3 separate regions of the Mus musculus genome follow, and regions 1 and 2 are each linked to region 3. Evidence: chromatin contacts called from public HiChIP or PLAC-seq and promoter capture Hi-C data. All regions are on one chromosome and are shown on one strand. Each heading gives the region's core, a stretch centred on a gene start, on an enhancer-like site or on the middle of the called end of the contact. The rest is flanking DNA. Distances are from core to core; before and after follow the strand shown.

Evidence for each region. Promoter capture Hi-C pulls out the DNA fragments that hold promoters and counts their contacts. HiChIP or PLAC-seq counts read pairs in DNA pulled down with a chosen protein or histone mark.
Region 1: a contact with region 3 is called in a promoter capture Hi-C map of hippocampal neurons, with 2.1 times the contacts expected there. The contact joins the enhancer-like site here to the promoter of Bpi in region 3. A contact is called at or near these places in 5 of 39 promoter capture datasets (3T3-L1-derived adipocytes, the C10 cell line, embryonic stem cells and 2 more) and 1 of 115 datasets of contacts at active chromatin or transcription factors (pancreatic cancer cells).
Region 2: an H3K27ac HiChIP or PLAC-seq map of microglia shows a contact between it and region 3, with 6 times the contacts expected there. The contact joins the enhancer-like site here to the promoter of Bpi in region 3. A contact is called at or near these places in 4 of 39 promoter capture datasets (the 3T3-L1 cell line, the C10 cell line, embryonic stem cells and 1 more), 1 of 115 datasets of contacts at active chromatin or transcription factors (microglia) and 1 of 9 other capture datasets (embryonic stem cells).

The regions. Positions count from the first base shown.
Region 1 is chr2:157,765,378-157,769,299 of GRCm38.p6, reverse strand. The region is part of intron 1 of Ctnnbl1 (catenin, beta like 1); the gene reads right to left. Among named protein-coding and RNA genes, the nearest start is that of Ctnnbl1, 30 kb to the right of the region's middle. Within about 2 kb of position 2,114, at least 12 of the 459 cell types and tissues checked have an H3K27ac peak or open chromatin away from gene starts, as enhancers often do. A contact at or near this core is called in hippocampal neurons, where this site is marked.
Region 2 is chr2:157,806,659-157,810,557 of GRCm38.p6, reverse strand. Ctnnbl1 (catenin, beta like 1) reads right to left here. Exons shown (of 16, transcript NM_025680.4): 6 at 3,790-3,883; 7 at 1,002-1,093. Among named protein-coding and RNA genes, the nearest start is that of Ctnnbl1, 71 kb to the right of the region's middle. Within about 2 kb of position 2,122, at least 76 of the 459 cell types and tissues checked have an H3K27ac peak or open chromatin away from gene starts, as enhancers often do. A contact at or near this core is called in microglia, where this site is marked.
Region 3 is chr2:158,255,999-158,260,136 of GRCm38.p6, reverse strand. It overlaps Bpi (bactericidal permeablility increasing protein), which reads right to left and starts at 1,896. Exons shown (of 15, transcript NM_001356542.1): 1 at 1,713-1,896. The coding sequence starts at 1,842. It overlaps Gm34571 (a long non-coding RNA gene), which reads left to right and starts at 1,158. Exons shown (of 3, transcript XR_866913.1): 1 at 1,158-1,286.

The DNA of each region.
Region 1 (3,922 bases), core at 865-3,364, 490 kb after region 3:
GGTGGAACTCTTGCCAACACCCAATCACACGGTCAGGGGCCTCTCGAAGACACAAGAAAGGACTGGCTGTTCTCAAAGCTCATGGAGGCCTCGAGATCACAAATATGCCTAAGGCTTTCAGTAACTTTACTCTCTCTCTCTCTCTCTGTGTGTGTGTGTGTGTGTGTGTGTGTGTAAGCACACAAGCATGCACTTCTCCACCCTCCCCCACCTCACCCCAGGAAAGTGAAATCAAGACATCACCACAGAAGCTTTGAAAGAGTTAAAGAATTAAGTAAGCAAACCGCCTGCAGTACTCCCTGTGTACCCAGACGATATCCAACCTAGGCTTTAGGTTTCATTTCCCCCTCTCTATTTTTTTTAATTAAAAAGCAGTGAGAAGCTGCAGCTATAATGAGGGGCTGTGGGAACATGCAGTTATATTGGACTCAAAGTAATGTACCATAGGAAGAGGCTACATCACCAGAACGAAGCCTAAATTAAAACTCCACTATGAAACCCACTCCATTTCCTCTGGGCGTGCAATCTGTATTATCACATTTATGGTCTGTCTCGACCTCAATTAGACTTAGGGGTGGGGGGTGGGGAAAGAACTTCTATAGTAAGCAATAATGGTATCATTATGATAAATTATGAAAAGGTACAGTGCAATTATTAATGCACAGCACATGTGCACTGGGATACAACAGTAAAAATGCATGTTCATGTGTCTAAAGATAGTGCAGCCTTCCAAGTTACCTGGCTCAGGAGATAATTCATGAAAGGCACTTTCACAATGACAGAGGGAAAAAAAACTCACCCAATTCCATATGGGAACTAGAAAACATCAATAGAAGCCCTTCATGACCTTGAAATAAACCACAAATTCTTCACCTGGCAACAAGAAGCTCAGATAACCTCAGAAAAGGGTCTATCCAGTGAGGTGTGATATGCTGTTGCTCAAGTATTAAACGCTAGGAAGAACTCAGAAGTATGAAGTGTAAGACAGAAATGTCTTAACTAGGAATTCTAACCCAACTTGTCTATGGTGAGCAAGAGTGCAAGGCTCATTTCCTTTTCCATTCTCACCCAAGACTAATTGGAAGACAGAGAAGAGAATGTTGAGGACACCACGAGTCAGTAGGCCAAGCTCCTATTATATAAGAACATGGACTGGCCCCCACGATAAGAGAGGAGAGATGTATGTAGCTAGCAGACATCATCTGATGGCCAGAGCCAGTGATCAGCTCTGTTTCAACAATGCTATCCTAAATGAAGAATGGGTTTGCAGTCAGGCTTTTCTAAACTCAAACCCTGCTCCCTCTACTTGAATCCTAGAGGGTAACTTAACTCTAAATGGAGGTTAATAACCCCCTTCATAGACATTTCCGAGCATTTATCTACTCATAAAGGTGATGTTTCTATAGCATAGGGTATGGTGCTATCCACAGAGCTCCCCACCTTTGATTGAAAATCAGCAAGGTAGAAGGAGGCTTTGAACATAAATAGGCTTTAAAATGTGGGTTCCTGGGCAAGACGTGTAGCTCAGTGGCAGAGTTCAATCCCCACTATCACTTGGAGGAAAATAACAAAAATAAAAGGGAGGGTACTTTTGATTATCAAAAATATTTACCAGGTAACCTTCCCCACTTGTATTTTGGCAGCTGTGACAGAGGAAGAGGAAGGATACATAAGCGAGAGTCAATGACAACCTCGCTTCCTGATGTTTTTTCCCCCTTTGGTTTGTTTTGAGCTCTACTTGACTCTGTAGCCACTGGACAGCAAATGCCTGACCTCCCCTTGCCAGGGCTCTCACTAGAGTGAGTCTATGGGCTCAGGCATCTTCCATGTCACACAATGGTCATCTACTTGACGTCTGATTTCTCTTAGAAAACGTTTCTGGGCAGATATGGGCTGGGACTCTCCGGACACCTCTGTGGACCACACATAGTCCTCCCTAAGTGTCCCTCCCCATCTTTGGATCCTTCCTTCAGTTTACCACACCGAGGAAAGCTCAGCCGCCCTACAATCAGTCGCCTTCCCTGGTCCTTGCCCTTGAAGGACAAGCCTAGCCTGACTCACATATGGGCTTTAACCATCAGCTTCATCTGAAGACAGTGATCCCATTTGCCGCTTCCTCTTCTGCTGCTTTTTCTTCCTCGGAGTAAACGCTTCCAATAGGAAAGCAGGGGTGTGCGGCACAGAGGAGAGAGGGGAGCATGCACATAATTAAATTCCTCCTACCATGACTTTGGGATTTCATCATTTTAAAATGTTCTAATACCCCGTGAGATAATTAGACATTTGGAATGTCGCAGCCCGAGCTTGGGGACAGATCGGTCTAACCAATCTGAACTGCTCAGAAATCATCGGCTGTTAACCTCTCCTGATTACCTTTTGTCGGAATAAAAGGTAGTTTTCAAACATTCCTTCTTACCAGATGGTAGTGAGAGGCCTGACCCAGAAGCTGCAGACGAGCTGCGGTAATGAGTTCCCCCTGCCTGCACCGACTGCACATTCGCTGGTGACATTTTACAGTGAGGACTTCTGGCTCAATCAATATTTGCAGGCATGAAACCTGCCAAAGTTAACATCAGGGCTCCCTTGCAAATTTGCTCAAGGCACAACTGAAAAGGCTCATAGTCTCTTCCACTGCAACTACCATAAGCCAAAATTCATAATTAGAGATCAAAGCAATCAGAGACAGAAAATTCCACCCACCAAAAGGCTGTGGGGACGACTAAACAGACCACTTCCCAAAAAGTCTCATGTAAACTTAGTGCTGAACCAGCAAGAGAAGCCAGCAGGCCACACGTACTTTTAGGGAATACTTAAGTGCATATATAATTTGCTTTTGCAAATTCACAAGAATTAAAACTTGAAAAATATCAGTGAATTGTGGCCATCTACTAACTTGTATTTTTGGAAGGCTGCTGTGCTATACACTATACCAACGACATCTACCTGTCTTTCCAAGGTAAAAAAAAAAAAGGTACCAAGAATTCTTCAAATCCTGAGGGAAAGTTACCCCAAAATATAGAGCCCCCAGCCATTCCAATCAACCAATCAATCAATAAAAGTACAGAGGCCACGGTAACTACTGGGCAGTCTACTGTCCACAATGAGAGGAAATATGGTAACATCAAAACCGAAGGTAAGATGGCAAAATAGCAATCTCCCTCCAAAGACCTGATTCAAGAGATCGGTCAGCAGAAGGAAACAACAGAACCTACTGCAAAGAGAGAAAAAGAGAAGGCAGGATCCCTGCAAAGCTGGAGAAGAGGACAGGCAACGCACTAAAGAGGCTCCAGCCCAACTCAGCTCCAACCACCAGCTTCCAGCATGGGGGGTGGGGTGGGCAGTAGAAGACCTTAAGGTAAGCTGGGCGGCTCTGTGGGGGAGACACTAACAAACCCACTATCTTTAGGAGAAGCACACAGAACTCATGAGCTTCAAACCAATTTCCAGGTTAGTGAGACAGTGAGTGCTCTGGCAGACAGGTTGGCAGTGAATTTTGTCTCTGTGACTGACTCCACGTACAGGGACCTGGCATCTTGAAAGAGAACCCACTGTTTGAACTGTACAACCCTGGAAGCTGGGGAACAAAGGCACAACCACAAGTCTCAGCCTGAAATTAATTTGCCACAGCCCTCCATGAGCTTTGGGAGTTTGTAGAGAGCGGAAGGGCCAGACTGACAAGCCAAAAGTGCAGTCTATAGAAAGCTTGGCTCAGACAGTGGAGTGCACAGGGAAGGGTAACCCGCCCTTGGTTGCCAGGAACAGTACTCACCAGCTAAGACCCCTGAGACACAGCTCAACAGGTGGAGCCACAGAGCTGCCAGTTACTGCCTGTAGCATGAACCCTGAAGCTCCTGCAGGCTACACAGAGCTGCATCCCTGCAGCAATACTTTGGAGGTCTTGAAAGCAGAAAGACTGCCTCTG
Region 2 (3,899 bases), core at 873-3,372, 450 kb after region 3:
GTAGTAGAGGGTGACTTTGAACTTCTGATCCTTCTGCCTCCACTTCCTAGGGCTGGGACTACAGCTGGGTACAGGCATCCTACCTGCTGGACCACTTCCCCAAGCCCATGAATGGCTACTAAGCAACTGGAAGCCAATACACATTCTTTGATTTAAAAATGTAAATTGAAGTAGCCTAGCATCAATGTTCACTTCTAAGTGCACGAAAGCCTTAAGTATGTTGATGCCTGGTATTCCCGGGAGCAACAGGGGAGTGGCCAGCAGGGCAAACTTGACAGGTGACAATTCTACAACACCTGCCTCAAACGTTAATGCAAATACCCTATGGCCTGAATGTTCCACTAGTAGGGGTTTAACACACAGATAAGCTAAGTGCACCAGAATAGTGTTCAGATGTGATACCCACTATAAACTGCTTATAACAGTCAAAATTAAAACTGAGAGCCCGGCAAAGGATGTGGCTCAGTTGTTAGGGTGATGGCTGAGCATGCACAAGGCCAGGGGTTCAATCCCCACTCCTGCATAAATTGGGCAGGGAGGCACACACATGTAATCCCAGCACATGGAAAGGAGAGGCAAGAAGATCAGGAGTTCAAAGTCTCCTGAACTGCAGGCCAGCCTGGACTACATGAATCCCTATTTCAAAAAAAAAATAATAATAATATTGGTACTTCTGTCCAATGGAACACTAGGCTATCATTAGTTCAGTGAAAAAACAATTTGCATAAGAAAACATTATATAATTCTTTTTACGTCAACATACAACACTAGCTCCTATGTATGTTCAGAAATTTTCTAAAAGAATATATATGATATTGTTAACAACAGATGCTTTTTTAAAGTAGAACTCAAAAAGATTATTGGGGATGGAGACAAGCAACAAAAGGGCCAGAAACTTCCCAAACTAGACATGTGGAGGTCGGAGGATGTCTATCGACACCATGGCACCAGCCACAGCCAGAGCAGAGACATATGGGTGGCAGGGCCACTGGCTCCCTTACCTTCAGCCTCTTCAACAGCCACTGCAGGAGTCCCTGCTGGGCAGCCTCTGTGCACATCTCCGGACGGAACTCGGCCATATTCTCCACAATAGCTGAAAGAGACAGACACCAGTCACCTGGGAAAGCATCTCTCTGCTCCTACTCGCATCAAGCCCACTTCCCATGACAAGCACTTTAGCCTTTGTCCCACTTCCCTGTATTCTACTCAACAGATGCTGTTGTCACTTTTAGATTAACCAAGGAGTTGCTATGTTTTTTCCCCTTTTTCTTCAAGTTATGTTACAAGTAGAAGTCATAACTGAAAATGACGGAATTCGCAGAAGAGATGAGGGATGGGTTTTTATGCTAATAGAGGTGACTCCAGAGCAGAGCACGCTGATGGGTGGAGAGCTGCCTAGCAAAGCACGCTCAGTCCCAGAGGTCTGCAGCTAGTCAGGCTAGGGCAGGGTCTCCTAGGGCCAGGTAGTCTCTTCTCTCTCTCTCTCTTCTCTCTCTCTCTCTCTCTCTCTCTCTCTCTCTCTCTCTCTCTCTCTCTCTCACACACACACACACACACACACACACATTGTGGTATTGTGATTCATATGAAAACCAAGACACTGGCAGGGAGGTGAGCATGATCTTCTTAATTGAGCACACTAACGCGTGCAGAGGGGAAAGGCCATGACGGCAGAGGTAGCTGCCAGCTATCGGGAAGCAAATAATTGGTCCTGCTATCTCCTACAACAGTCAAAGTGTGACTTAATAGGAAAATTAAAAGTTAGAAGGCAAAGGGAAAAAAGCTATTACATGCTATGACATCAAGAAGAAGAGCATTAAAAAAAACCACCACTGCCCTTACCACATCAAATGCTTTCCTTCCCTCCAGGGCCCCTCTGCTTCCTATCTTACAACAGGCCACTCTCACAAGGCAGACACTGTTCTGTGTTCTCAAAGCATAATATCCAGAGCGTGCTGCTGTGCCTGGATTCTGAAGGAGCAAGGGCCAAAGAAACCCAAGCCAGGCTCCTCAAGAGCCAGGCTCTTTCTTTCACCCAAGCCAGGTTCCTCAAGAGCCACTGAAAGGAGATCGGGCAGTCATGAGGGAGGGGACACATGCTGACAGTGAGCAGCAGAGGGACTCAAGAGACCAAACAGTCTCTCTCAATCAAGCACTTGTTCATTTTATCTTGTTCTGTTCGTACTACACATGATCTCCTGTTACACACAAGAAACAAAGCCACACTTCCTGCCATGGTTCACAGGGTCTTCCAAACTCTGGACAGACTCACTCCCTGATCTCACTGCCCCAACCCCACCTCCCGCCCTCATTTTCCAGAAGCACAGCCTCGCTTGACTTAGCCAAAGACAGCCACGGACTCCTCCACAGGCCAAGGGCCCCAGTCAGCTCCCCTGCAACACTCAAGGCCCTTGCTCTCAGTCTCTAGGATGTTCTTACTGACACTAATCATAGCTCTTGTCACTGGCACTCCTTCCTCTGTCCTGGGCTTTCCCATGAGAGCACCCTTGTATTAGTCATGCCTGACTCCTCCTGATCTGCCCTAGCTCCCAGTACTGTGTCTGAGAAACACCAGGCACCCAAGGAGTGGGAAGGAGGAGGCATGAATCTGAGTGTGGTAGGTGCCTGAGCAGAGACCAGGCAGATTTGCCAGAGCTGCGCTTTCCTACCACACCAGGGCCTTTTTATGAACAGCCAGCTAAGACTTTTGATAAGCTTTCCATGTTGCAAAATCCAGCATTAGGCTGACAGATGGCAATGCCAACTTCTGCCTCTGCACTAGAGCCAGCTCCCAACCGCAGGCTGTCGTGTTCCCCTCTCATACTCCCTGGGTGCCCATCTTCCCTCTTCTTTACAATAATCCACACTGAAGAGTCTAGCACTACAAGGGAGATCTGCAGTAAGCACAGAGGAGCCGGGAGGGAAACTAATCTCATAGAAACTCCTGTTTCAGCTCGGCCCCCTTCATTGCTGGAGCTCAGCTTGCAAAGATGCCACCGCTGGTTTAACACAATAGCAGCCAGGGAGGAAGCGGCCTGCCCAAAGGCATGACTTTAAATATGGCAACTGTGCGAAGGGAGAAGCTGGAGAGATTTGAGGGAGAAGGAAAGGACTGTAGAAGAATGCACTGAAATGAATGGGACTCGGGCAGCAGAGTCGCTGGAAGTATTTTAACTCACTTAGCCAAGCCGTCTGTACCAAAGACAAGGAAACACTGGCTCTTTCAATGCAAATACCTTTTTGTAATGTCCACAGATGTGCAAACACCTGCAGCTCCACTGAAGGAAGTGGGTGAGGGAAGCTGACACGAGATCACCCACAAATTTAAAACTTTGCTTCCTAGGGCAGAAAGGGCCCCACAAGGATTTCATCTTAACTTTTGGAGGCAAAGGCTGCTAAGGAGAGGTGTTCATATTGCTCTTGCAAAGATCTGGGTTTGCTTTCCAGCACCTATATCAGAGGGTCTACCACTTTTAACTCTAGCACAGGAAATCCAACAAGGATCTCCTGGCCTCCACAATGATGTGCAAACACTCCCCAACATACATATATACATAATTAGAAACAGTAAAATCTTAAAATAAAATTTAGGAGCCAGCATATTTTATATTTTCTCTTGGATGGGTACCTACTTAGTGGATTTCAGCTTTTATTGCCTATATACCAAATCAAAGCTGTAGTTACATGAAATGCACACATGGGTCTTCATTTTTAAAAGGCAGCTTTGGAGTATAGGGGAAAAAAAAAAACCAAAACCCATTTGGTTGTTAATTGGTGCCAGCCCCTCACCTAGGGTGTTGTGGACGCCATCAGCCTCCTCCCTCACAGACTCATCCAGGCGCTCCAGATTCTGCACCAACAATGCGGCCACCTGCCCGTCCACCTGCGGGAATAGGAAG
Region 3 (4,138 bases), core at 647-3,146:
AGATGTAACAACCCCAAACAGTCGGTCAAGTATCTCTCTCTCCACACCTCCCTCTGGACTGCAGTCCCACTGATGAACACCTCTATAGCCTCCAGACTCTGACTACAGGACCTTTGCACACGCGGCTCCTGCTAGCCACCTGTTCAACTTCTCCTCTGTTCCATCGCCAGTTCTTCAGGAAGCTTCCCTGACACAGACGTTTAGCATCTTCACAGCCTTAGTGTCTCATTTGGAGCACCCATTCTTTGTAACTACGCATCTGTTCCCACGACTCTGATTGATGTCACGCTCCCTTGCTAAATGGACATCTCCCGAAGTTGGTGCCATGCCAGCTTTTATGTATCAGTGTGTCTCTGGTATTTACCGTGGTGCCCGGCATGTACTATTTGTTGGGTAAATAAATGAATGTCCCAGAGGCAGGAATTCTGCTACCAGTGATCATGTGGCTAACAGCACCAATTAACAGGCAACCATGCCCCCGAGGGGAGAAGAGGGAGGCAGAGAGGTGACCTGAGGTAGCTTCCAGTTTGCCAGGAACCAGCCCAGATGCCATTATAACCAGCAGTAGTAACAGTAAAAAGCACGGGGGTCTTCCCATCCACCAGCACTGCTCCCTGCCAAGCTGAGCAATCCTAGGAAGGGGGTCCTTCCCTTCCCTCCCACACCCTAGTGCTCTGGTCAAGAGCTCACTGCTGACATATGGTAGAGTCAAGATGGGAGATCAAGGCTTCTTGTTCCCCAAGTTCAACCTTTGGATGTGGGCATACAAATGAATAATAGGCTTGCTGCATTTTTTAAAAACTCACTCCAGTTGCCACATGGGACACTGGAGCTGAGCCTCTGCTCCCACAAAAGCTGTCAGTCACCCATGCACTCATGTGACATGTATGTACACACGCGCGCACACACACACACACACACACACCAGCTCTGGATTTAAACACAACCATATCCTCATCGACGTTCATGGGGGAATCTGTTTGCATCCCTGCGATGGCCTGCATGGCCTGGAACATGCGTTCTGGGATAGGAAAGCAGATCCCCTGGGACCTGCCCCGCCCCCCCACCCAACCTGGTCTGATCTGAACTAGGATCGCCCTGAGTTCTGCAGTTCCTCTCTCTGCCACCAGGAGGCAGCACTAAGCGGCCCCAAGAAGGGCTTCAGTGAGGACTAGAGCGCCTTTGCTAGAGACTCCTCACCTGCAGGAGTGCTGTGTCCCACCCACCCAGTCCTGCAATGGAAGAATGGGACCGGTGGATCTGTGAGGCGCCTGGCAGAGAAGCAGGTGAGCGGAGTTGTTACCTGCCTGGCCTTTGGGAGGAGCCTGGGGTAGCTTTCCCAGAGTCTGCCCGCAGTGTGTGTACATCTCACTGGAGGCGCCCCCCGGCACCCCCTGCCTGCTTAGTCTCTAACAAAGGAGGTAAGGCAGACGACTGACTTTGGAAAGAAAAGGCCTAGAAATGTCACGGTGTAGAGAGAAGGGACCGTGGGGACCCTCAGAGCCCCGGGGCACTTGGAATCTTCTAGAGTAGTGTGATCCAGTCCCAGCTCTGACACTTTTCTAGTCCTATGAGACGGTGCCTTAGTTTCTTTCTATGTAAAATAGGAGGGGGGGGGAAGCAGTGAACTTGCCAGGCATCCGATTTAAAGGGCTGTGCACCCTAAGTGCCCTGTCAGGGAAGGGGAGGAAGAGAGAAAGGCATCCAATTACCGAAGTCCAGACCCTTCTGGGAGATCATGGCCACGAAGCCAGGGTCGGTGGCGGCTGTCAGGGCTGTGCCAATGATGGCCAGCAGCAACAGGGCTGACCATTTCCGCACGTTGTCAGGGGCCCAGGTCATGTCCTCTAGGGCAGCCCAAACCACAAGGCCTCGGATGGGAACCTGAGACCTATAAAGAAGCCTTCTGGGGAAGGGCAGGGCAGTAGTAGAAAGAGGAAGGAGGAAGGCAGCCGTGGGGGCGGGAGGGGGAGGGCAGCTGCGGTTCCCCATCAACGTTGGGGACCAGTCCAGGGGCTGCCCCAGTGGAGCCTAGAGGTCTGTGCGAGCATGGGCATGTGCGCATGTGCTGTGCACGTGCACGCGCCCACCCATGCCAGCACGCGCGAGCCTGTTGAGACCTGTGGCTCTGGGACGGATTCCTCTTCCTAAGCAGTCCATCCTTTTCTTGCGTCCTCCTCGCCTCATGTAAGGCTTTCTTTCAAGCTGGGTGGTGACCACACGGAGACTCCCTGTCTCTAGTTCCTATCCCTTTGGTTGTATCCGTAGTAAATTGTTTAAAAAACGGGACCTTTGGAGGTGTCCCCCATCCCAGGCTGCAGGGGTACTTTTTTAGTGCTCTAATTCTGGAGTCTTGTCCTTGGCATCTCAGCTACTCTTTAAGGCTGGTCTCAGCCTCTCTGTGCTTCTCTGTGCCTCGGTTTCCTCTCCTATAGAGTGGTGGTGGGGGGTGGGGGGGGACTATCACCTTCGCCCCTAGCTTACTGTGAGGACAGGATGGCCTTCCAGTAGGGAAAGCAGGCATAGTGTGCCTTGCGAGAAAGAGAATCCAGATGGGAGCCTTAACCGGAACTTCAGAAATAAATACGAGAATCAGTTACATGGACTCGTCTCCAAGACACAACACCAAACATATTTTAATTTTCGCCTGTCCCATTTTTTTTTTCCTGGCAAGCATAGATAGTTAGTTCTGCCTGTTTGTTTTCCTATCAGACATGGGATCCTATTGGTTAGCCCGGGAAAGTTCCCTTTCTCTGAATACATTCTCCCCCGGCTTTCAATATTCCATCGTTTCCTAAACCCAGTTTTCTTAACCAGATATCTGTTTTCACACATTTCACCCCTCCTTCTCAGGGACCAGGATTTGAGGCTTCTGAGGGGACAGTAGGCTTCTCTTAGAGCCAAGATACTTCTAACACCATCAGGAGCAGGAGGCGCTAAGCTGGAGGGGCAAGGTGGGAACCCCCACCCCCATCCCTCCCCTCCTGCAATCTAGTTCAGCTTTGCATGCAGGGCTGTGAAGTTCTGCAGCAGCCTCAGGCCCCGAGTGGGAGTGGCCCGGTCTCCATGGTGAACAGAGGGGGCTGGACTTCAGAGGCTCAAGGTTTCTCACGCCCCACCCCAATCCCCTGGATTTTATGGAAGTCTAAAAATCGGGATCCTCCTATCCTCCTGAGGGCTCATTTCCTTTCTTCCTTCTTTCCTTGTTTCCTTTCTTTCTTCCTTCCTTCCTTCCTTTTTTTTCCCTCATCACTTCTTTCTAAGCAGATCCTCCTGCTATCTGCCCAGCTAGGAGACATTGCCTTCCAAACATCGGAAGAAACACAGAGCTGTGTACACAGGACCTGCCAGATATTGCTCCTCCTATGCAATGATATTTGTAAAGGACCCTGCTTTCAAGAGGCGGTGAAGGGGAGACGCCAGGAATTCTTACCCCTGGGTTTTCGCCCTCTGGATCTCCCTCAGAACATTTCTTCTGCACCCGAGGCAGCTGGGATCCATGACCTGTCATAAAATGCCATTTTCAGAAAATAATCCTGGACACCTTCCCATTCAGACATACACTCGGGCAAAACACCCGTGCATATAAAGTGAAAATGATTTTCAAAATACATTTCAAAACATAAAAATAAGGCCTAGAGCAACGCAGGAACACACGGAGAGTAGGTGTCCCAGGTTTAGGAAATTTTGACATTGTGCATATACCCTAGTGTAATTTCTTTGATTCTTATGGATTTCTGGTCTTTTTCCTAAGTAATTTTTAAGTATGTATATGCCTGGGTATCTGTGCGAGTGTGTGTTCATGTGTGTGCACACATGAGTGCAAAGTGACTTCAGAGGCCAAAAGAGGGTCACAGACCTCCCTGAGCTGGAATTACAGACAGTTGTAAGATGACTGAAGTGGGTGCTGGGAACTGAATCCGGGCCCTCTGCATGAGATAGAAGACATTTTGTTTTGCTTTGCTTTGCTTTGCTTTGCTTTGCTTTGCTTTGCTTTGCTTTGCTTTGCTTTGCTTTGCTTTGTTTTTTTTAACCACGGAGCCCTCTTTAGCCTGGACTTTTATTCTGCTCAGAATGTCCACTTGTTTCAACCTCACCCACACTATTCTGCTGACCGACGCCACACGGCTTAAGTGAT